7 separate regions of the Mus musculus genome follow, and regions 2, 3, 4, 5, 6 and 7 are each linked to region 1. Evidence: chromatin contacts called from public Hi-C, HiChIP or PLAC-seq and promoter capture Hi-C data. All regions are on one chromosome and are shown on one strand. Each heading gives the region's core, a stretch centred on a gene start, on an enhancer-like site or on the middle of the called end of the contact. The rest is flanking DNA. Distances are from core to core; before and after follow the strand shown.

What was found. Promoter capture Hi-C pulls out the DNA fragments that hold promoters and counts their contacts. A called contact is a pair of places that touch in the nucleus more often than the background predicts. HiChIP or PLAC-seq counts read pairs in DNA pulled down with a chosen protein or histone mark. Capture Hi-C pulls out chosen DNA fragments and counts their contacts.
Region 2: a promoter capture Hi-C map of adipose tissue shows a contact between it and region 1. The contact joins the promoter of Cfap126 here to the promoter of Atf6 in region 1. A contact is called at or near these places in 8 of 39 promoter capture datasets (the 3T3-L1 cell line, the C10 cell line, the HPC-7 cell line and 3 more), 3 of 484 Hi-C or Micro-C datasets (CD4 T cells, forebrain and rod photoreceptor), 15 of 115 datasets of contacts at active chromatin or transcription factors (the 230-238 cell line, the SCID.adh cell line, bone marrow-derived macrophages and 10 more) and 3 of 9 other capture datasets (adipose tissue, liver and pancreatic islet).
Region 3: a contact with region 1 is called in a Hi-C map of the G1E-ER4 cell line, with 3 times the contacts expected there. The contact joins the enhancer-like site here to the promoter of Atf6 in region 1. A contact is called at or near these places in 5 of 39 promoter capture datasets (the C10 cell line, the HPC-7 cell line, HPC-7-derived erythroid cells and 3 more), 2 of 15 datasets of contacts at CTCF or cohesin (embryonic stem cells and stem cell-derived epiblast-like cells), 3 of 484 Hi-C or Micro-C datasets (the G1E-ER4 cell line and myocytes), 22 of 115 datasets of contacts at active chromatin or transcription factors (the 230-238 cell line, the NIH/3T3 cell line, the SCID.adh cell line and 16 more) and 3 of 9 other capture datasets (adipose tissue, embryonic stem cells and pancreatic islet).
Region 4: an H3K4me3 HiChIP or PLAC-seq map of embryonic stem cells shows a contact between it and region 1, with 6 times the contacts expected there. The contact joins the enhancer-like site here to the promoter of Atf6 in region 1. A contact is called at or near these places in 6 of 39 promoter capture datasets (the 3T3-L1 cell line, the C10 cell line, the HPC-7 cell line and 2 more), 1 of 15 datasets of contacts at CTCF or cohesin (the NIH/3T3 cell line), 3 of 484 Hi-C or Micro-C datasets (B cells, pro-B cells and rod photoreceptor), 9 of 115 datasets of contacts at active chromatin or transcription factors (the 230-238 cell line, the SCID.adh cell line, bone marrow-derived macrophages and 4 more) and 2 of 9 other capture datasets (adipose tissue and liver).
Region 5: a contact with region 1 is called in a promoter capture Hi-C map of 3T3-L1-derived adipocytes, with 7 times the contacts expected there. The contact joins the promoter of Olfml2b here to the promoter of Atf6 in region 1. A contact is called at or near these places in 25 of 39 promoter capture datasets (the 3T3-L1 cell line, 3T3-L1-derived adipocytes, the C10 cell line and 16 more), 3 of 15 datasets of contacts at CTCF or cohesin (the NIH/3T3 cell line, embryonic stem cells and stem cell-derived epiblast-like cells), 5 of 484 Hi-C or Micro-C datasets (Sertoli cells, adipose-derived mesenchymal stem cells, muscle stem cells and 2 more), 26 of 115 datasets of contacts at active chromatin or transcription factors (the 230-238 cell line, the NIH/3T3 cell line, the SCID.adh cell line and 17 more) and 4 of 9 other capture datasets (adipose tissue, embryonic stem cells, macrophages and 1 more).
Region 6: an H3K4me3 HiChIP or PLAC-seq map of bone marrow-derived macrophages shows a contact between it and region 1, with 2.6 times the contacts expected there. The contact joins the enhancer-like site here to the promoter of Atf6 in region 1. A contact is called at or near these places in 1 of 39 promoter capture datasets (neutrophils) and 9 of 115 datasets of contacts at active chromatin or transcription factors (the 230-238 cell line, the NIH/3T3 cell line, bone marrow-derived macrophages and 4 more).
Region 7: an H3K4me3 HiChIP or PLAC-seq map of bone marrow-derived macrophages shows a contact between it and region 1, with 2.5 times the contacts expected there. The contact joins the enhancer-like site here to the promoter of Atf6 in region 1. A contact is called at or near these places in 1 of 39 promoter capture datasets (liver), 1 of 484 Hi-C or Micro-C datasets (liver), 3 of 115 datasets of contacts at active chromatin or transcription factors (the NIH/3T3 cell line, bone marrow-derived macrophages and embryonic stem cells) and 1 of 9 other capture datasets (pancreatic islet).

The regions. Positions count from the first base shown.
Region 1 is chr1:170,866,327-170,869,513 of GRCm38.p6, forward strand. Atf6 (activating transcription factor 6) reads right to left here and starts at 1,445. Exons shown (of 16, transcript NM_001081304.1): 1 at 1,324-1,445. The coding sequence starts at 1,375. It overlaps Gm9929 (a long non-coding RNA gene), which reads left to right and starts at 1,504. Exons shown (of 2, transcript XR_003948181.1): 1 at 1,504-1,588; 2 at 2,255-3,187.
Region 2 is chr1:171,121,516-171,124,702 of GRCm38.p6, forward strand. It overlaps Cfap126 (cilia and flagella associated protein 126), which reads left to right and starts at 1,530. Exons shown (of 5, transcript NM_001379426.1): 1 at 1,530-1,678. The coding sequence starts at 1,652.
Region 3 is chr1:170,621,687-170,624,873 of GRCm38.p6, forward strand. No RefSeq gene overlaps it. Among named protein-coding and RNA genes, the nearest start is that of Olfml2b, 21 kb to the right of the region's middle. Within about 2 kb of position 1,460, at least 45 of the 459 cell types and tissues checked have an H3K27ac peak or open chromatin away from gene starts, as enhancers often do. A contact at or near this core is called in the G1E-ER4 cell line, the SCID.adh cell line and pro-B cells, where this site is marked.
Region 4 is chr1:171,088,389-171,091,575 of GRCm38.p6, forward strand. No RefSeq gene overlaps it. Among named protein-coding and RNA genes, the nearest start is that of n-TGgcc14, 8.1 kb to the left of the region's middle. Within about 2 kb of position 1,688, at least 8 of the 459 cell types and tissues checked have an H3K27ac peak or open chromatin away from gene starts, as enhancers often do. A contact at or near this core is called in embryonic stem cells, where this site is marked.
Region 5 is chr1:170,643,061-170,646,247 of GRCm38.p6, forward strand. Olfml2b (olfactomedin-like 2B) reads left to right here and starts at 1,472. Exons shown (of 8, transcript NM_177068.4): 1 at 1,472-2,035. The coding sequence starts at 1,862.
Region 6 is chr1:170,663,880-170,667,066 of GRCm38.p6, forward strand. It overlaps Olfml2b (olfactomedin-like 2B), which reads left to right. Exons shown (of 8, transcript NM_177068.4): 5 at 2,693-2,918. Among named protein-coding and RNA genes, the nearest start is that of Olfml2b, 21 kb to the left of the region's middle. Within about 2 kb of position 1,477, at least 65 of the 459 cell types and tissues checked have an H3K27ac peak or open chromatin away from gene starts, as enhancers often do. A contact at or near this core is called in the NIH/3T3 cell line, bone marrow-derived macrophages and embryonic fibroblasts, where this site is marked.
Region 7 is chr1:170,682,460-170,685,646 of GRCm38.p6, forward strand. It overlaps Olfml2b (olfactomedin-like 2B), which reads left to right. Exons shown (of 8, transcript NM_177068.4): 8 at 1-330. Among named protein-coding and RNA genes, the nearest start is that of Olfml2b, 40 kb to the left of the region's middle. Within about 2 kb of position 1,617, at least 5 of the 459 cell types and tissues checked have an H3K27ac peak or open chromatin away from gene starts, as enhancers often do. A contact at or near this core is called in bone marrow-derived macrophages, where this site is marked.

The sequences.
Region 1 (3,187 bases), core at 195-2,694:
AGGAAGAATCTAGGCTTGGGGGGGGGGGGGGGAGCAAGTGTTACAGAGTAGAAAAACCAGAGGCACAGACTTCAAAGTTAGATAAGCCTGGTTCTGATCCTACTTTATCACTTACTCGTCTAAGACTCAGAGAACAGATTCTGTCAACCTCTGTTTCAACATCTATAGGATGGCGGGACCTCATTGGACTGTTATGAACATAACATAAATAACACATGTAGTGTGCTTAGCAAAATAAAGTCCTAAACAAGTGACTGCTGTTACTATAACAAAAGCATTTAGCTGGGGAAATGAACTGGAGAATGAACATTTAAAGGTTTTTTTTTTCCAGAAAGTTGTCAAAATCGGCCCAAAGATTAAAATAAACCTTTTATAGATTGTAATTGTAGAGAGCATCTGCCACTGTTAAATTAAACTAGGATTCCAACACTTCCTAGTTGAGGGCCCACTCATGTTATAGTGGAATGTTAGTCCATGAAAAAAAAGTGTCCCCAAAACTGAAGGACAATGTAGTCTCACTACAGGATCCATTGAGCCACCTACAGAACTCCATTCACATATTAACACACATAATCCTGTTAACATTCTGTCTTGAAATCGAGAAGGGACTATCAGCTTTCTCTAAGGATTTGGATGCCAAAGCTTGTTCCTTGTCATTCTCTGGTCCATCCTTCCTGAACACTAAAAATAGACTTAACAAGAGATTTCAGAGCTGTGTTTGGACAGCAGTCAGGATTACATCAGTTTGTGTTAGATCTAGTAATCAGGGACACGAGGTCAGGTGCTTGGGAGAGTTTCTTCTTTGCCAATTTGGATCTATGTCTTAAACCAACAGTTCAAGCTGGGAGCCAAGGATTTTCTTCTGTATTTTAACCAAGTTTTCTCAACATATCTCGTACACGTTCAGTGCGCGCGCGCGCACACACACACACACACACACACTCACACACACACATACACACACACACACTCAGCGCTCCCCAGCCACACGCCCACAGTCTGAGAAAATAGCTTGGAGCCTTTGGGGCAGCTACAATCATCATCCTACTAAGTTCTGGTCCCTCACGATCACCTGGAATTTCCACCAGGAACACACGCTGAAAAACTACAGCAATTTCAATTAGAACATCATTCCATTATTGCTACGGCCAGGACAGAAGCCCAGAGGCTCTGCCAGCCTCTTCTACGACCCTCAACCCGTGGCCTCGCTCCCCGGACACGGGTCGTCCACACCTGTCACCGCCACCGGGCGGAAATCGGGAGGAGAAAAAAACCCGCAGACGCGGCCCGACCTAGCTCGGGTACATTCGCAGATCCACTCACCCCAGTCTTCATCTGGTCCATGAGGAAGAACCGGACTAAAAGGCGACTCCATGGCGCCGGCAACACAAGCCGGCTTCCCCGAAACAGACACCTCTCCCTCACAACTCGGATGGGTGAGTAACCTGAAACGGCGGCGGCCGGAGGACAAAATAAGCTGAACGCTGACACGGACGGTGGCCGGGCGGAGGCAAACTATCTCACCGCACGCGGGAACTGGGATCCAAAGCTAAGGAGACGTCAGCAGATAAGCAAACTCAATAGACTTGTGAGTAAATATTTCCCTACGAGGATTTCAGCACTTTCTGTCCCGCTGTGGGGTTTTGTGGTTGTTCTTTTTTGTTTCTCTCTCCCTCTCTCTCTTTTTTTTTTTAAATTGAGCGAAGAGCACGCAGATTTTACCGCTTTGTTAAAATTCGCTGATAGTACTAAAACTGAAAAGTCTCCTGATCATAGTGGCTTGTTCTTTGTGCTTAATACTACGATATAGACATCTCAGAACGAAATTAGAAATTGACAGTAAACCTGATTCTGTATTTATAAATGCTTTTCAATCGCTGTAAAAATTTTCCACGTACACGGTAAATAAAGAAAAATACAAATTTCCGACATGTGTTAGAACCACTCCTTTACTGGGACAGAATCCGAGGTAAACTTTCTCACAAATAATACTTGTAGAAAACCCACCTTCAAACAAATTTAAACAAAGAAAATATATAAGATAAATTCTCCATGTCCGCACTTACCTCCTAAAGAAGAGTTTCTAAAACTCGCAATAAGCTGTCAATCTCTTATTACTAAAATCCAAAATTCTAAATATTTTTAGAGAAGAATCATGCATCACGGATTCCAACTGGAAAATGTGAGCAATTTGAAACAACAGTTTCGAGAACCTACTTAGTGTTGTTTACTTTTCGGTTTTACTCGATTTCAGTAGCCAGGGACTGCATTCAAACCCAGACGGTGAATGAACACGGATCCCTCTAGGACCGAGAGGAACTTTTCCCATGGTTACAAACAAACATAAATGCTTCCCAGAATCCTCCGAGCTCCTCGTGGCTGCGGTTACTACCGATTGCGATTGCGGAATGCAACAAGGTGAGAGGAAAGCCAGGTCAGAATTCGTGAAGTCCGGCTGGGACCACACCCGCATACACACGTGCAATGCACCGCCCGCGCGCACATACATACATATATACATACACACACATACATACACACATACATACACACATGCATGTGCAATACGCAGCACGCGCGTGCACATACATGCATACATACACGAACACACGCACACTCGCGATTCTGAAGTCCCCCTACGACAAATGACATTCCTTTCGTCGTTGGAATTATATATATATAAATTTTAAAAAAAAAATTTTTTTTTCGAGACAGGATTTCTCTGTGTAGCCCTGGCTGTCCTGGAACTCTGTAGCCTCAGAAATCCGCCTGCCTCTGCCTCCCGAGTGCTGAGATTAAAGGCGTGTACCACCACCGCCCAGCCTTTAGTCCATTTTTTATATTTACTTTTACCATGTTTAAACCTGTTTGTAAATATATATGTTGAGTGTTGGGGAATTTCTTTTTTAATTCACATAAATGTATAACACGGAAATGTTCTCCAAATTATTGTCACTAGGCATTCATTACTCTTTGAAGCTCTCTCGGGGTTTTAATTTCTACATTCCCTTAAATACATAGCATCATACTTGTTTACCTGAGACGGACATCTGGGTCTTTGAATTGTTTACCAGTACATAAGATATATTCTCTGCAACTCTGCCTTTCACATGTGTGCTGGGTCACTTGCTAAATTAGCAGTTTACATCCTCACCAACATATACGCCAAGACTAGATATGATCAGAC
Region 2 (3,187 bases), core at 280-2,779, 260 kb after region 1:
CCCAGATCCCTTCCCCACCCCACGTCCTTCCTTCAAACCAGCACCTATGATCTATAGAATAATGGGTTTCATTGTGACATTTTCATTCATGTAGGATTCTGATTGCGTTCACCCTCTTATGCCCCTCCCCCTCCCAGTGGACCCCACCTGCTTCCCCCTATACCCTCTTCTCACTTCACGTGGACTTTTGTTCTTGTTGTTTGGTTGTTGAGATAAGGCCTTTCTATGCATCCCTGACTGGCCTGGAACTTACTATGTAAACCTGGTTGGCTCACATTTAGAGGTCTGACTCCTCCAAGTTCTGAGGTTAGAGGCGTCACCATGCTTTCGTGTTTGAGTGTGTGTGTGTGTGTGTGTGTGTGTGTGTGTGTGTGTGTCTGAGCTCAGAGATGCTTGCACACGTGGGAGGTTATTCCCAGGAGCATGGACCACCTACCAGTGTGGCTGGTTACAACACTGAAAAGAAGATCCTGCCCTCTCCAGAACTATTAACATAAAGGGCGGGGCCTTGTGAGCCCCTCCCCCAGCAACAGTTAACGCCTCCATAGCTCCAGGAAGGAGGGGGGGCCTCATGAGTCCCTTCCCTGTTTTTTGGAGACAGGATCCTACTACATAGCCAAGGCTGGTCTTGAACTTGAGATCCTCCTGCCTCCACTTCCTGGATACTGGGATTACAGGCGTGCACAGCCATATCTGGCTCTTAAGTATCTTTGGACAACTTGGGTTTTTTCCTTTTTTTAAAACTTAAGACTTTGTAACTGACAAGCCCTCTTTAGTTCTAACACCCCAATAGATGAGTAGATGGACTTAACAGAAATTTCAATGAGTCTCTCAGGGTTCCTTGGTTTTATAGCTAATAGGCTCAGGCCCTGGTACCTACTCAGTTTCCCACCCTACGTTCTGATTTGCCATATCCTAACCAACACTATGAAGCTATATCTTGGGTCCTGTGACTGTAGGGGGATGGAGGAGACAGGAGTCACTTAAGGACCAAGGATAAGACATATATTTCCTTTTGGGAACAAACCAGTTGGTTGCTTCCTAAGCAGTGTGCCTTTGTTATCCTGTGAGCAGCATCTTGGCAGCGCCCAATTCCCACTGTGAACATTTCATTCACCTTATTCTTCAGTGTACAAAGCAGGCCATCACTACAGTGTGTGATGGATGAGGGGTTAGGCTTAGTTCATTATACCACAGTGTCTCACACACTCAGCTCACGGGGGTTGGGGGGTCTCAAAGTTTGTTTAAATAGTTGAAGATGTCATTCAAAGACAACCTGGAAATTCTGAAGCAGACTTAACTATGTTGGGGAAACAGCTATTTACATGACAGTTATCCCTGATTTGTTTTGGACACATGCAAAGTATAGTAACTGAGGCAAATGCAGCGGTCCTGCTCAGTGGTCCTGGGATTTTGGAAGCAGAGGCAGGAGGACGGGGTGTTCAAGGTATCCATGGCTACTTCTCAGTTCATTTTCTCATGTTTGTTTGGGCCTCTATACTCTAAAATGAAAATGAACCTACGTTTCAGAGAGAAAGGAAGAGGGTAGTGTAAACCACAGAATGTAGCCCAACCCCTGCTGACCGGGAGTAACTCCCAGAAGGCTGGCCTTCTGCAGTTGCCAGGCAACAAGTGTAAACAGCACTGGATCATGGCCACTAACTACAGTGCCAACCAGGTAAGCGCTTGCTCGTCACCCTTTTACATTTGAGTTTATGTTCCAGATGCTGCCCTTGACTGCCCGCTCCCATCAGACTCTGACTGGGTTGAGGCGGTGCTTCATCTCATGGGTGGGAGGGCCCAGGAACAAGCAAAGAGGATCTGGGTTAAATCTGTAGACCGTAAGCCAGGAAGCAGTGATTTTATTTGTACAGGCCAGAGTAAGCAGTTTAGGCTTTGTAAGTCAAGTGACAAAGTCATATCTATTTATATGAAAGTTAGCACTAATTTGTTTCAGAAAAATTCAAAATATAGGGGTAGAGATGCTCCCCAGTGGTCCCCGAGGCAGGAGGATGGGTGTTCAAGGCATTCTGGGGCTACATACTGAGTCCAAGGCTAACCTGAGCTTCAAGAGAACCCCTCCCCCTCCACACACACACAGAGAGAGAGAGAAAGAGAGAGAGAGAGAGAGAGAGAGAGAGAGAGAGAGAGAGAGAGAGAGAGAGAGAGAGAATGAAAACAAGGACACAAAATAGTCACTGATGGTTCGAGGCCAGCCTGGTCTACATAGAGAGTTCCAGGCCAGCCAGAGTCTTGTAGTAAGAAAAGAAACAAAATATTGCCTACACATTTTTGGAGTTCCTTTGGAGAAAATATTTTCCTTCTTTAGTATTCCCAGTTTAGTGTTGTTCTTTTTCTTCGTTTATGTGTATGTGTGTGAGTAGGTAGACAGGTAAGGTTTTGCTACTACCTACCTATCCCAGACTGGACCACAAAGTCACAACCCTCCTACCTTCCTCTGCTAAGCGTGAGGCTTACAGGTGTGTGCCACCTTGGCCAACTACCTTCTGTCAAAGCAACACAAATGGTTGTTTTATGTCTACAAATATTTTTACAAATGGTCTATTTTTACAAATAAAAAACGTTCTTGCCAGGGAGGCAGGGACAGAAGGGTGGAACCCAGCCTCAAAGAAAGAAAGAAAAAGAGAGAGAGAGAGAGAGAGAGAGAGAGAGAGAGAGAGAGAGAGAGAGAGAGAGAGAGAGAGAGAGAGAGAGGAAAGAAAGAAAGAAAGAAAGAAAGAAAGTGGCGTTTTCTGCCCCTTGGCCTTCTAAAAGCAGGTAGCAATGTGGATTTGGTTACCATCCCTTGGTCTAATCTAGCAGTCTCCAGCAGTGTGTCACAAACATAATTTAAAAGGTTTTAGCAGCTATGTGAAAATTAAAAATTAAATTTTGTAATGCTCAGTAGAATATAATAAACCTCAAACATTAACATTTAATTGCATTTTTAAAAAGTCTAACCACACACACACACACACACCTATTTTATACCAGCTCCTTAAAATCCATTTTTCCCCACTAGCGCTGAGGACCATAGCTCTGTACATGCTAGATAAGCACTGTAACTCAGAGCTACACCCCTGGTACACATCTTGAGCAAACAGATTATAATCTCATACTTACCTAGCACGCACAAGATCCTGGGTTCAATATGCAGCGTGGCAAAGCCAGACACAATCTCGTCTCT
Region 3 (3,187 bases), core at 210-2,709, 240 kb before region 1:
GACCTAGAATGTCTTTGGATGCAATTCCTTGCCAGAGGAGCCATGTTGCTGGATTAAATTCCTCTACATATTTCAGTGAGTAGAGTGCTTGCCTAACACTTACAAACCCCTAGGCTGGATCCCCAGATAAAGCACTATTACAAAAGATAACATAGAATCAAGCACTATCATTTAGCTTATCACCAGGACTCTCACAATTGTAAGTGCTAATGTGAGTGTGAACCCTAAAACCACAGAAGCCTTACACACTTCAGAATATCTTACACATGACCTTTGGGATATTTTCAGAATGAAAATACTAAGATTAAAAATTCTGGTGAAATCAAATGCCAGCAAAATTTCCTTTTCTTTCAGCTCTTATGATTTTATTTTTTTGTCGTAGAGTCTCACTATGTAGCCCAGGCTAAGCTCAAGCTCATAGCAATCCTGCTGCCTCAACCTCCTGAATGCTGGGATTACAAGTGTGAGACACCATGAGCAGCAATTTGGATCTTTCAACCTTAAAGCAAGAAGGGTTTCATGCCTGTTAGTTTAGCAGTTGGGAGGTAGATTGGAAGTTCATGATCACCTTCAACCACAAAGAGAATTCAAGGCCAGCCTGGGACACATAAGACAGTATCTCAAAAACAAAAACAAAAACAACCCAACTTTGTATCGCTGCAGTGTCTTTTTTCTGGTTGTTACTTTCAAGATTTTCTGTTTACTATTCTCTGATGTAGTTATCACATTCTTTTGTCTGGTGTGCATATGTATGTGTTCCTCTGCTGGGACTTCATTCAGCATCTCAGATCATTAGTTTTATGGTTTTCATCCACATGGAGAATTTTCAGTTATCTGAGATACTTCTCCTCCACAGCATGTGGCTCCAGCTCAGGGTATGCTTGGCTCCTGGCTATTATCCTGGGGCTCGCAGTGTTTGGGAAAATTCATTGGTTATTTTGTTGCCCTTCCTGAACCCCAAGTTCTTCCTCTGACAGAGATTTTAGACAGTCTTTATTGCTGCATTTTTAAGTTTATTCGCCATTTTGTCTATAGTACCTAGAATGTTGCTTAGTTATTTCTTTTTCATTTTTAAATGTTGTTCATAAAAAAAAAAAGGAAGTTACCTGACTCCTGAGGGGAAGGAAAAAAAGTAGAATTATTATATCACTAGAGCCTAAAGAACAACATTTAAAAATGAAAAAAAAAATTACTAAGTTTCCATCTGTAAGAGAACAAAATTACATATATTTAAAGGCCTTATTTTTTCCCCTCTGGAGTCAGATAACTTTCATTTTTTAAAACAGAGGTAAGTATATTAATGGAGAGAGAGAGAGAGAGAGAGAGAGAGAGAGAGAGAGAGAGAGAGAGAGAGAGAGAGGACAGGCAGACAACACATGCACACATGCACGCATGCACTAAAAATAGCTGCCTGGTTAGATGGCTTGCGTCAGAAACACTCTCTTATCTTGCCAACGGCAACTGCCCTGTTTGGGAAATGGAGTTGTTATCGCTCTGACCCTGACTTCTTGTGTTGCTCAGACATACAGCTGAGTGTGACGTGAGCTGTTACATCTTCACTTTTACCCTGGATGTTGGAGCCACATTTAGAAGCTCAGACCAAAGCAATGACCTTCCTGGTGGTCCAGCCCCTTCTCACTCCCCACCTCAGTACTGGGGCATTGAACCTAGAGCCTTTTTAAGCATAGCATGTGCTGCCAATTCAGCCATATTCCAGCCCCTACACTAAAATTTTAAGGTTTCCTTCATTGTTAAATGCTACACTATCTACTTTTTTTTTTCTGATTACCTGATTTCATCTCTATTGACTGGCTTTGCGTTGTTTGTTTTTTACTTTTGAGACAAGGTCTTATTCTGTAGCTCAGGGTGGCCTCAAACTCCCAAGTTCTGGGATTAGAGGTTTGGCCACCACATCTCAGACTAATGCTCCTTTTGATGATGAATCATAGATATTCTCTCTCTCTCCCCCTCCCTCTTCCTCCACCCTCCTCTCTGTGTTTAGTAATATTTTTGTTAGATGTGGAACATTCAGAATACTACATTGTGAGAGTATGCCAATAGCTTCCTCTAGCAATAGTCTAAACTTTGCTTTGTTTTTGAGACAGGATCTTACTTTGTAGCCCCCACTGGCCTGAAACTCACTATGTAGACCAGGCTGGCCTTGAACTCACAGAGATCTGCCTGACTCTGCCTCCCAAGTGCTTGCATGAAAGAACTGCATCACCTTAATTATCCTTTCCAGGGTAGCTAAATTCTTTGTATATCAGCTCAATCTGCTTGAGGCTGTTTTATTTAGCTTTTTATGGTGACCATTAAGACAGTTTCCCTCAGGGGCAGCATTTCTTGTCTCTCTCACCACCAGCCAATTATGACATCAACCAGTGTCCCGTAATTTACTCAGAGTTTGCATACAAATCTAGTTCAAGGCCTTTAGTTCTATAATCTTTTTTTGTTGTTTTGTTTTTGTTTTTTCCTAAATTTTTTTATTATTTAAATGCATTTTATACATCAATCATATTAATAATATTGAGTATTTTGAGAATCAAGTAATACATAAAAGATTTGTTCAACTTTTATATTCATATCCTTTCATACCCTAAAAATATCATTAATGAACATTTAACACTCTCCATAACTGAGGATCCTATATCTAATGTTGAAAACATTATCTAATTTGTTTCAAAACATACAAAATATTCCTTGGGAATTTAACATAGTAAAAGAGCATAAAATATTAAAAATGAAACATTAAGAAATATATTCAAAAGCCCTTATATGATACCACCTGACATAGTGAGCGAGTGTTTAAAACACATTATATACCTGTGTACATTGTCTAATAATCAGTTTACTTAAAAAAGATTATCAGTGTTTCTAGGAGAGAAATTATTTTATCAGTAAGTATATTTTAAAATTTCAAAATAGCAAAAACTCTTTGAAGTTAAACATTAAGAAAATGCTAATTTCAAGCACAGTGACAAAAATTATCAATAATATTTCCATGATGTTTGTAGAACATGATTTCAATATTTTCAACTGTTAATATTCAACAAACAGAATAATTATTTTAACATATATTTCTTTTTCATTTCTGATTTTATTAATTTGATTTAATTAATTTTCTGTCTCTGAGCCCTCTGGTTAGTCTGGCTAAGGGTTTATCTATCTTGTTGATTTTCTCAAAGAA
Region 4 (3,187 bases), core at 438-2,937, 220 kb after region 1:
CATTTCTTGTCTCAGGCAGTTTCAGAGCTGCCCCAAAATGGAGGGTACAGCAAAGACATTGTTTGTTTCTTTGTTTCTTTGTTTGATCTTCTTGATTTTCTCTCTTCAGCCATCTCCTCACATTTTCCCTGGCAAATCTCTCAGTGCCTGGCTCTATGTAGTCTCCCCTCCCCCAGCCTGAAACCTGCTTGCTCAGGGGTGGAGCTTCCCGCTCAATCGTTCTGCCACGCCCACTGCTGGAACCTACCGCTTTGCTGTTTGGAGCTACACACGTGGTCACCCTGCTACTGGATTCCGAGATTATTTGGCGGGAATTGGGCCCCTCCCCCTTCCTTCATAACGGAGTGCCAAAATAGTAAAAATTGAACCTTGAGCAGAGAGAGACCTTTGTCTTGGTTCCTTCCTTATCTCGCGCAGCCCAGCCCCTCTTCTCTTCCAGGTTTCCAAAATACCTTTCCAGGCTAGAACTCAGGTTGTGATCTACTGGCCAGACACAACAGCTCTATCCCAGAATTCTTTTTGCCTCCTGGATCATCCACCTTCTGTTTCCTGCTAAAGCCATGGGCTTTTTAACTGACAAATGTTGCATCTACAATAACACAAGATTTTTTTTTCCTCTATGGACTTCTTTTAGTTGTCACCAAATATAGTCCCTGGTTTTGTAAGTGTGGGCACTTCTGTTTCTGCCCCAGTTCCCAAATAATGGCATGGAATCTATATTTATTTAAGAATGCCTAGGCCTTATGCTAGGCTTGTTGCCCTCTGGCTCATAACCTAATTATCCCATTTACACTAATCTAAGTTTTGTCACGAGGCTGGTTAGTTGTCTATCATCAGTTTCATATGTCCAGCTTCCTCCCAGTCTGGGTGGCCAATCTCCCGTGCCTGACTCCTTTCCAGAGTTGTCCTCTGTCTCTGGAAGTCCCACCTTGTTACTCTGGTTTTTTGTTGTTGTTGTTGGTGGTGGTGGTTTGTTTTTTTGTTTGTTTTGTTTTTGTTTTTCTGCTATAGGCCATAGGCTTTTTATTTTAACCAATCAGAAGATGATGGAGAAGTTTCATTTTACAACCTTATGGGCTCAGGTTACTGTCCTCTGTTCAGACTGCCTTTGTTTGTTGCAAGAAATATTAAAAAGAATGAACCAGCTTGTTCCTGCACTTGTGTTAGCAACTTGGTGCCCCGGTGGCCTGGATGGCCATGCACTGGCGGGCAATGGACGATCTGTTTTCATCTCGTGGAGACTCTCTGGCCTGAAGCTCCCAAAACTTCTCCACTCAGCTTGCTAGGTTCCCACTGGCCGGTCGCTATCACTCCAGCCCCATGCTTTAAAACTTTTGTGGTGCACATCAAGCAAACCCACCATGCTTCGCCGCTGTACCTTTCTCTCTTGAACCCAGACAAGCCACTGTGTGAAGGAAGATGCAACACACACTTAGTTCAGAAACAGCAGTAACTCAATTGCTGTGCGCAACAACTAAAATCCTAACTTTGTAAACCATATTAAATCTAAATCCTCTGGTGGTGAATCCTACAGATCCGCCACTGAAGCCAGGAGACACTAGTAATTACATCTTGTCCTAAGCTATCCCTATCCAAAAAGACTTAACTCTCTCCTGCTTCCTCTCTTCCTCTGTCCAATCTGGAAGTCCTTCCTACTTGCCCAGTGATTGACTCTTTCATTTTAAGAGGATTGGTTCACAAGAAGTCACCTGAGTATGTGACTCACTCCTTGTCTACAACCCCTCCCAGGAGAGTGGAATTAGCATCAAAATACAAACAGCATCTGCTATTCACAACATTTGTTTAAACTCTTAAACTTGTCTTTACTGTTTTCCCCAATCTGTAAGATCCTTAAGGGATCTAATTGTGTAACAAAATCTGTCTACAGAGGGCAGGCAGCTTTTCTGGAGGCCCACAGTTATCTGTTTCAAATGAGTGTCAATATGTCTTAGATAGCTAAGTTAATGTTTAAAGAGAAATTATAAGTAGTGCCAATACAGTACAAAAAGGCCTCATCACTTTGATCAAGCCTTTCATCAAAAACAAAACAAAACAAAAATAGTCTGGGCAATGGTGGCTCATGCTGTTTATCCCAATGCTCTGGAAGCAGAGACATGAACATCTCTGAATTCAAGGCCAACCTGGTCTACAAAGTGAGTTCCAGGCCAGATGGCCAAAGCTACACAGACCAAGTCTGTCCCAAAAATACCCACCCCCAAAATAAAATATCACTGTTAGGATCTGGTGAGATAGCTCAGCAGTTAGAAGCACACACTGCTAATCCAGAGGACCCGAATGATATCCACAGCATCTATGTATAACTCCCACTTCAGAGGGTCCACTGCCTCTGGCCTTTGTTGTCACCTGTACTCACATGCACAGATACAAATACATAATTAAAAATAAAAATATTTAAAATTGCAATGTTGGGTATGATCACTTGTATGGGAAACGTTGCTCCACCTAGTCCCATAAATCCAGGCATTTCCTTGAGCTATCCATCCCTTTGGTCCTGAGCCACTGCTATCTATTATGAGTTGCTATTCACCTCGTAGCCCAACAGTGTTGACAGGACTGGCTTATGTTGCTCAATCTGGCTCAGGTCCAAGGAGGAGCCAGGTTGTATATTTTTGCTTCTCTGTGCCTGTCACACCTCAATTGTTTAAACCCTTTATATCATCAAATTCTCTAGAACAGGTGTGTGTGTGTGTTTCAGACTTTAAAGTCTGTGGTGGTTTGAACATGCTTGGCCCAGGGACAGGTCCTATTAGGAGGTATGACCTTCTTGGAGTAGATATCGCCTTGTTGGAGGAACTGTGTCACTGTGAGGGTGGGCTTTAAGACCTTCCTAGCTGCCTGGATGCTTAGTCTTCTCCTGTTTGCCTTTGGAACAAGATGTAGAACTCTCAGCTCCTCCAGTGCCAGGGCTGCCTAGACACTGCCATGCTTCTTGCCATGGTGATAATGAACTGAACCTCAGAACCTGTAAGCCAGTCCCAATTAAATGTTGTCCTTTATAAGAGTTGCCGTGGTCATGGTGTCTCTTCACAGCAATGGAAACCCTAAATAAGGTAGACGTTGGAACCAAGGACTAGGGTAGTGCTGTGATAGGCCTGACCTTGTTTTTGTTTGGAGGAATGTGGATTTGGGGACTTTGGATTTGTAAAGCAGTGGAATGCTTTAAGTG
Region 5 (3,187 bases), core at 222-2,721, 220 kb before region 1:
ATACTAAATGGTAACATTACACTTCTATCAACTATCATATCTAAGCTGGAGTCTGCTTTTGCTTGATTTATTACTTTCATTATCCCAACCTCTTTGCTTAGCATTAGGAACAAAGTATTCAGATTTCTCTAGGGGGTAGAATATCTTTTAGGTCTTTGCATTTGAAGGGATTGATATGCATCCAGCACAAGACATCCCAAGACCAAGTTCTCAGCCCAAAGGAGATTTATTTGCCCCCAAGGAACAAAGGGCAGGGAATACAAGTCAGGTGATAGAGAATGAAGGAGAAGGGGAAAGGAACACTGCCTCTGGATAGAGAGGAGGCAGATGTGGCACATAGGCAAATGACAGTTTATAAAGGTAAAGGGGAAGTCCCCTGTTTAGATGAGGGGTTTATTTTTGATTGTACAGATTAATTAGGGCAGCCAAAGGGAGGGGCCCTTAATAGCCTCAGGGGGCAGGAGTCGGCCAAAAGGGGGACTAGATCTTGGTGGCTGGCTTTAGGAATGTAATGGAACGGTTTTTAACAAGGAAGATGGGCTAGGAGAAGGCAAGGCCTGCCAGAGCCATGCCTGCCATGCTCAGCTCTGCTAGAGCCCCTCAGAATCGACCTGACTCTGCTGAGTATTTCAGAGTGGCAATTGTCCCAGAAGACTTAATGCTCTTTCCAAAAGTGACACATTGTTAATCTTCATAGTAGGCATATTCAGGGTCACTAATTAAAGAGCCCAAAAGAGGACCGCACCATTACATGTATATACCCTTTAGAGATTATCTGGCCAGATAGAGAGGCCTGTCCATTTGTCCCAAACCACGGAGACTGCAAGAGACATTCCCTGTGGTAGGCGTTTGATTCTGGGAAGTCACTAGGACAAACAGAACAGCAGAGACAGCAGAGACCTGTAGCCACTCTCCATATTTTAAAAATGTATCCAACTCCCTCCACATTCTGTCAGAGGTTCAAGATGCATCCTCTGGGTGGGGGTATTATCAGGTTCTAGGGTTGTAGCAGACATGAAGATTACAATTGTTCGTAAGTTCAAAGCTTCCCGTACTCCAGATGGAGTCAAGTTCCGGAAAACAAAACAAAACAAAACAAAAACCAACAACAATAAAACACTTCAAGAGAAGAGGTCGTGTTTCTCCGCTGTCCCGGTTGCAGTCCAGGGAGCAAGTCAGGGCTCCCCCGGAGCTCGGGCGTGAAGAAAACTCGAGAAAAGGCACACGGAGTCCCTCTCGGATGACCATTTACAATCAGATGCAAGGCCAGCAGCGCCCTTCCCACGCCAGCCGGCGCCCGCTTAAGCGCAGTGGCTGAACCCTAGAGGAGGCGGGGTCCCCGGGCGCAGCGCCCAAGTCTGTGCGCTTCCCGGTCCTCCTCCTCCGGGCCGTCACTGGCTGCATCTTTCTGCCCGGCACAATAGAGGCTCCGCCCTCCCTCCGCGCCAGCCCCGCGGCGCCCTGGGCCAGCAGCCCTCCCTTGCCTCCTGCGCTGTGGCCACTGTCCATCTTGCGCCCAGTCTCCGGGTGTCCCGAGTTTCCCGGCGCTAGCCTTCCACCTGAGCTCACGCTGCTGCGGCTTGCCCTCGTCGAGCCGGCGCCCTCCTCTGCTCCCTCAGTCACCTCTTTCTTGTGTCCTCTCTGCACAGTCTAAGCTGCTGGGGTCTGGGAGGAGATGTTCAGGGTCTCTGGGGAGCACAGTCCTGCTCCACTCAGCCACACCCAGCTTTAGACGTTAGACGGTTCTCTGAACATCTACTCTTCCGGACTCCAGTGAAGCCGCCTTCCAGCCTGTCTTTGCTGAGACCTCCGACCCAAGGTGGTCTCTGTAGGGACTAAAGTCCCTACTGTCGCATCTCTCATGGCCTATCCCCTGCCATTGGTTCTCTGCTTTGCTCTGGTGGTGGCACAGGTCTGGGGGTCCACTACACCTCCCACAGGGACAAGCGAGCCCCCTGATGTGCAAACAGTGGAGCCCACGGAAGATGACATTCTGCAAAACGAGGCGGACAACCAGGAGAACGTTTTATCTCAGGTAGGATGAGGAATCGCGTGCCCACCCCTCTTGCCTTGGGGGACCTCAAGGACCTGAGGCTGGTCCTGGATGAAAGATTTATGAGCAGCTGTTTTTCTCTGTATTTTTAGTGAAGTGGATGTTCACTTTTAGTTTATCACACTATATTGCTCGTTTGGTGTTGGACAGGCTTTCTCGTAGACCAGGCTGGCTTCCAGCTCACTTTATAGCTGAGGCTAGTCTTGAACTTCTGGTCCCTCTTACCTGCACTAAGAGTGGAGATTCTACAGCCCTGACTTTAGTTTTGTTGGGTTGTGTTAAAGTACTGTGTTAAAAAGTAAGGGCATGGGTCACAACTGTGGAGTGTTTCAGGCTTACCAAGTCAGGAGAAAGGAGAGGAAAGGAAAATACCACTGAGAAGAAAGGGGTGTGTGTGTGTGTGTGTGTGTGTGTGTGTGTGTGTGTGTGTGTGTGTGTGTGTGTGTGTGATGTAATGGTTGTGAAAAGTCCCTCTTGCCTATGAGACTGCCTGTCAGAATTGGAATGTGTAAACAGGAGGACAAGTTGGAAAGGAGGCAGATGGGATAGGTATAAGCCATGGGAGGTGGTTTATGGCTTCAGAGGAGACACTCGGACAGAAGCACTTGGTGAAGACAGAGTGTGTGATGTGCTACATGTGTGATGCTTATGAGGGGGACTCCAAAACAGAGGGATTTATGTTAAGACCTGGTGTACCTGGAGTGGAGTGTCAGTGCCGAGCCACACAGTTGTGGCTGATTCCCAGAGGGGGCCAAGCGACCCAGGATGGTGATTCGTGCTGTAGTGTGTCCGTTTATGAACTAACTCAGTCCTCAGAACACCCTGATTACCAGCCCTCTCAGAGATGAAGAGCAGAAGCTAAAAGGGAAAGAGGGAGAGCCTGGCTTCCAGCATGCTCCAGCCTGCTTCTCAGGACTGTAAGGGACGCTTCTCACACTTATGTGGCACTCCTGCTTTCCAAAGCTGGCATGCTGGTGTACAGTGGGCGTCTCCTTGGTCCTTGGGATGGATACTGTCCGAGGAAGGATGCTGAGTGCGTTGCCTGTACCTCCTCCAGGCCCTCAGTCTGGGTCTTCTCTCTCCGTAGAGAGAGCTGTCAGCCCTACTTTGGGGTTGATCAAACGCTGGTTTCTT
Region 6 (3,187 bases), core at 227-2,726, 200 kb before region 1:
GCTTCAAACTGGCTATGTAGCCAAAGATGGCCTTGAACTACTGATTCTCCTGCCTCAGAGTCTCAGGTGCTGCGACTACAAGTGTGTACTACCATGCCTGGTCTATGCGGTGCTAGGGACTAAACCCAGGACTTTGGGCAAGATAAGCACTCTATACACCGAATTCCATTGCTGGCTTACAGGCTCAGAACTCTTGGGTAAAGAAACTCATTATAGTGAGGCTAAGGGGGCATATCTGGGGGGCTTGGGAACTTTCGAGTACATGTGTTCTGAAGACACATGGGGACTCTGAGACAACAGGCACTGGAAGAGTATGGTGTGTGGACTTCCCCAATAAGTCAAAAGCAGGAGGGCGGTGGTGTCGCACACCTTTAATCCCAGCACTTGGGAGGCAGAGGCAGGCGAATTTCTGAGTTCAAGGCCAGCCTGGTCTACAAAATGAGTTCCAGGACAGCCAGGGCTACACAGAGAAACCCTGTCTCGAAAAAAAAAACAAAAACAAAAAACCAAAAAAACAAAACAAAAAAAAAGAAGTCAAAAGCAATCCCATGCTGTAAAGCAAGAAACAGTAGTCATTACCTGGCTTTTGATGTTTTTGAAACATTATATTCCCTCATAAATAATTTGTCTTATTTTTGAGTGTCCCTTACGTATTGGTCACTGAAACATGTGTTTAGCCTGGTGGGTGGGTCACCCCTAAGGGACCTTGAAATCACCCCACAAAGAGGTGTGAAGGTACCTGAAATCACCCCAAAGCCAGGAGCTCTGGGAACCAGAAAGGGACGTGAAGGTGTCTGCCCCTCACACTTGGCTCCTGTGCCTCTCATCTCAGCCCCCGCTGCCCAGTGCAGCCAGCATTTCCTTACCTTCTGCTTCCAGCTTCCCAGTCAGCCAGCTAAGCTGGAGAATGCGGTCTGTTGTCTTGATGACACATTCTGTGGTACATTCAGAAACCCTGCTCAGATTTCCCGAGGGCAAACTACAAACCAAATCAAACACACCAAACTCTTTTTCTCCTTGCTCAGCAAAGTCCTTCCCGGGCCTTCCCTGAGTCCCCACAGCACACAGTGCTGAAGTTAGCACAATCCACCCAGCCAGGCTAGAAGCAGAGAGGGAGATACAGGATGCCCAGAGGTAGGCTCATTCTCTCGGTGTGTACGCAGCAGCCCTGTGTCTTTGGTGAGCGCCACGCTGCAACAGGGGAGATGGTTTTAGCTGGTTATTTTTGTTTCTTGCAAATGATGCCAGACAATTCTTGGAACGGCTAGTAATTATTTTGTAAGGTGGTCTTCCAACGTGGTCCTTGTCTAGAAGGTTGGCAGGGAGGCCCGGAGATCAGGTTGGTAGTGGAAAGGCACTGTGGGTGTGGGAACACTGGATGCCAGGAGGTGAAATCATTTGGCAGACTCTTGGATGAACAGAGAGGCAATCAGAATGTGGTGGGGGTAGCTGCCGCCCAGTTCAACTTGCCGCCAGCGAATCCAAGGAAATTATATGTTGTCTGGCAAAGGCTGTCCACCGTCTTGCTCCATATCCTTGGCTGGGACAAAGAACTGCAGTCCCTGCCCTTTCCCGAGAGCCTGGACCTAAAGTCAGTTCCTGGGGTTTGCCACAAAGAAATGACAGCTGGCTTCTCTGACATGGAGGGAAACCAGCGCCAGCAATTAGTTGCCCCTGGGCATTTGAGGTAGAGGCTGTGGCAGGAGCCTCTTGTCAACCTCCCAGGCAGCTCTTTCCACTGGGAAATGAAACATCTTCCACGTCCATGCACAGGGCAGTTGCCAGACCACAGCCCTGAAGACATGGAGATGGTGGCCACTTTTTGGAAGGCTAATAAGTAGACCTGAGGTCACAGTCAATGTGGCTTAATGTAAGGAGGAACACAGGCCCAGGAAGTAACCGTGGGGCCCACTTGGTGATTGTGTGACTTCACTTGTATCCTTCTCAGCTACTTCCCTGGGTGGAGTTTCAACTAAGTTACTGAATGGCTGTTTCCTTATCCAGGAAATGCTGGTAGCATTACCTTGCTCCATTGCTATGAGGATTAAAAATAATATTCTATATTGGGTTGGCTGTAATAGGTGCTCACTAAAATGGCACCACCAACAAGCAAGCATGCCCATCCTTCTGGTAGAGGTTGCCTTATAAGAGGCTTGAGGGAGGTACAGAGATGGCATGGAGGACCGACACCACCAAGGGCACAGCTGGCATACTAGCATGTGTTGTGCTCTCCCGGGTAGTTCTTTTACCCCAGTGAAGGGGGATTGACAAGGATGTGTGCACATTTTTCCAGCTGCCCATCACTACCTCATGTCAAAGAGACGGCCATATTTAGGGATGGCCATGTCTGTTGCACAGTCTGGTTAAACTCTCTTCATGCATGGGAAAACAAGCAGAGATGACAGGAGATGTGGTTAGAAGTGAGCATGGTGGGTTTTCTCCAGGCTGGATCCTAAAGGTCAGAGTGAAAGCCCTGTTTTCCCCCCTCTGTACACACCGAGGTGGTGGGATGGGGAGACAGTCTGGCCATGATGACTGGACTGGATCTCTACAGCTAATCTCTACAGCTAAGGCCCTCTTGGGAAGTGCGACTGTATTTGACTGTGGCCTGTGCTCCATCACTGTTCGTCCTGTCCCATGTCTCTGATCAGGGAGTGACCTGACCTTCCATTTTGTCCCCTCTGAGGAGCAGTATGAAGAACGGTTTCTGCAGGAGGAAACTGTGTCACAGCAGATCAACTCCATCGAACTCCTGAGGACGCAGCCACTGGTCCCTCCTGCAGCGATGAAGCCGCAGCGGCCCCTGCAGAGACAGGTGCACCTGAGAGGTCGGCTGGCCTCCAAGCCCACCGTCATCAGGGGAATCACCTACTATAAAGCCAAGGTCTCTGAGGAGGAAAATGACATAGAAGAGCAGCGTGAGTCCGGGTCAGAGGGTCAGGGATTTCATCCTTAGTGCAGGGATGCAGTTATCCCAGAGTTTGCTGAGAAGCCTTGGACCTTAACCTCTCTGGGGTTCAAAGACACTGTGGCAAAGGATGGATGAGCTGCAGGGACATCTGAATCCTTTTGTTTCTTCCTTCTGGTTTACAGATAGGGAAACCAAGGCTTGGGCAGAATAGCTTTCTTGGAGATACTAGGTAAGCTCTGCCATCTGCTCCTCTCTGTGGTCCTCAAGTTTGCTGAA
Region 7 (3,187 bases), core at 367-2,866, 180 kb before region 1:
GTGTAAAATGACAGTTTGGGTCTATATTTTTTATATGGATTGTAGATCAATCCATATGTGTATGTGCTGGTCTCATCCTTCACAATTTATATTTTTGTGCAAATGAACTTCTCCTTCTGACCAGTAACTACCTTCTTTCGTGCTCTGAACCTCTGACTCCTGAGGTCAAGGGCTGGAGGGTTTCTTCCTCCAGGTCTTGCAGCCAGGAGCAGGAGTGTGGGGCTCAGGAAAAAGTGCTAAGTGGCGGCAAAGTTTTTATGTATTAGAGAAGTTCTTAAAACTCAGAAAAAAAATACTTTTTTTTAATAAAGGAGATATTTTAAGATCCTTTCCCGGCTCATTTTCGTTTCTTGGGGATGCATTTAACTAGGTGTTAGCTTTCTGCTCCTGAAGGAGGCTGGGTGTTCTTCAGAAACATTCTTTCCGAGGTGGTGTGCACCTGAGCTCTTAGAAACATTGGAGTGCAAGACATCCCCATGTCTTAGTCATGACCAAGGCAGCTCTTATAAGGACAACATGTAATTGGGGCTGGCTTACAGGTTCATAGGTTCTGTCCATTTTCCTCAAGGCAGGAGCATGGCAGCGTCCTGGCAGGCCTGGTGCAGGCAGAGCTGTGAGTTCTACGTCTTTATCTGAAGGCTGCTAGCAGAACATTGGCTCCCAGGCAGTTAGGACAAGGATATTAAAGCCCACACCCACAAAGCCATCCGTACTCCAACAAGGCTAAACCTCCAAACAGTGCCATTCCAAACAGGGCCAAGAATATACAAACCACCACACCCCCTTTCCCCTCCTTGGGGTGATGGTGTCCTTGGGGTGATGGGTATGCTCTTTCTTCTCCTCTCTTCTCCCCTGTTCTCTCCTTTTCCTTCTCTACTCCCACTTTCTACCACTGGATAGCCCCATACTCAAAGTCCTCTTGTCTGATCCTTTGAGCTCCAAGCACAAGCCACCATGCACGGTGCCATTCAGTCTTGTCTTTCAGAAACAGGGTTCCCTAAGGGGCAGGGAAGACTTGCAGCCCCTCCTAGTTCAGACTGAGCCCTGTGTGGACCCTGCAGTGCACAATGTGATTCTCTGCCCAGTGCACAGGTAGAAGCCAGAACACCCAGGGAAACGTGGACGATGGTGTGGGAGGAGGTAGAACCTGGTTAGGAGGCGGGGAGGCGATGATGTCATGTCCATCCCACTCTCTTTGGAGAGCCACGGCTGCTCATATGTCCTTGTGGACCTCAGCCATGCTCACCTGTCAGGGCTGCTCAGTATGTGCGTCCTGCACGGCTTCCCAGCCCACCCCTCCACTCCCAGACCTGCTAGCTTCCTGCACTCGACACCTTTTCAAATTACAGGTAGTCAAGTCTTTCACAGCAGATGCAAGAGCTGTTTGACTTGGTAGCAGCAGAGGGGCTTGAGAGAGGGCTGACTTCCCGCCCCTCTTGTCAGGTAACCTATTGGGGTTCCCACTGCATGCAGACCAGGGGAAGGCCTCGAAGAACAGCCCTCTAGGGAATCCAGCCCATTGCATCTGGGTGAACTAATTGCCTTAGAACCAAACGGACTATTCTTGCCATCTAGTGCCTTTTACCAGCTAGAAAGAGGAAGGAGAGGAAGGAACAACGACCACAGAGAAACAACAGCAGCCTGAGGTTGCGTGGTGGGAAACGCCCTCCTTGACTATATTCAGTTGGGATAAAACTTTGGAAACATCAAGACTGAGAAATTCAGTGCCTCAAAAAACAAGTGCCTTCCCTTGTTGCTGCTAGCCACAGGCATAAGGTGCATCCCTTCTTCCTGGGCCATGACCTCACCTGTCAGATGAAGGGGTACTTTCAGCTGCCCGTACTTACTGGCTGAATATCAGTTCACTTTGTCACCCTGTACATAACCTACGGCACTTGAATTGATGAGAAATATATACTCGCTGTTTTCCTATAAATATTCCTAACAATATCATTTCAAAAAACAGAGGAAACATAGCAATTCACCCTCCCGTTCTCTGCACTCACACACTCCTTTAGAAAGCACAGTGGGGCAGGGGGCAATGACAACATGAACACAGTAGCTTTGCACTGAGTGTACTGTTGGGCCATGCAGTAAACCTGAAGCACCTCAGCTCAGATTTGAGACCTGTGTGTTACGGGCTACGTTCCTTCTACGTATACAAAGTTTTCTGCTCTTACTGAGATATGGTCATGGGGAGAGGAGAATTGGATAGGGGGTTTGTGGAGGGGAAACCGGGGAAGGGGGATAACATTTGAAATGTAAATACATAAAATAACCAATTAAAATATTGTTCATTTATAGAAAACAAAACCTTTTGCTATTTTCCTACCACCATGCCCCAGTATATGTGTCAAATTAGTATAGTTTTGGATTAGATTGTATTCGAATGTTTGAGTTCAAAATTGCAGTTTTGAGTTACTAACTTGAAATTTGTAAACAAATGAATTTTGATTTGAGATGAGGTTAGAATTTCCAACTACTTCTAAAATGACCCTAAATATTCTTCTGCCACTCTGGACTATGTATTTCTGCTAAGCAGTGTTCTTGGCATTAATGACTATAATATTAAAATGTGAATCACCTTTGAAAACACTGGATGTCTTAGGGTTTCCATTGCTGTGAAGAGACACCATTGACCAAGGCAGCTCTTAGAAAGGCAAACATTTACCTGGGGCTGGCTTGCAGATTCAGAGGTTCAGTCCACTGTCCTCATGGCAGGAAGCACAGCAGCATCCAGGCAGACATGGTGCTAGAGGAGAAGCTGAGAGTTCTGCATCTTGATCCAAAGGCAACCAGAAGAGACTCGATCTGGCTAGACTTGAGCATATATAGATATATAAGAACTCAAAGCCCACCCCCACAGTGACACACCCCCTCCAACAAGGCCACACCCACTCCAACAAGAACACACCTCCTAATAGTGCCACTCTCTATGGGCCAAACCACCATACTGAAGATGCTCTACATTCTGAAGTATCCAATATTCAGGCAAGATGTAAATAAACTAGCAATCCACCTCATTACTATGAAAATTGCTTTCATCTTTAATAAATGTTTCATTTCTTGTTGCTGTGATAAAATAACTTGAGAAAAGCAACATAGGGGAGGAAGGGTTAAGTTTAGTTTATGGTTCCAGTTCCACTCCTCATTTCAGGGAATCTACAGCAGCAGGAGTCCAAGACAC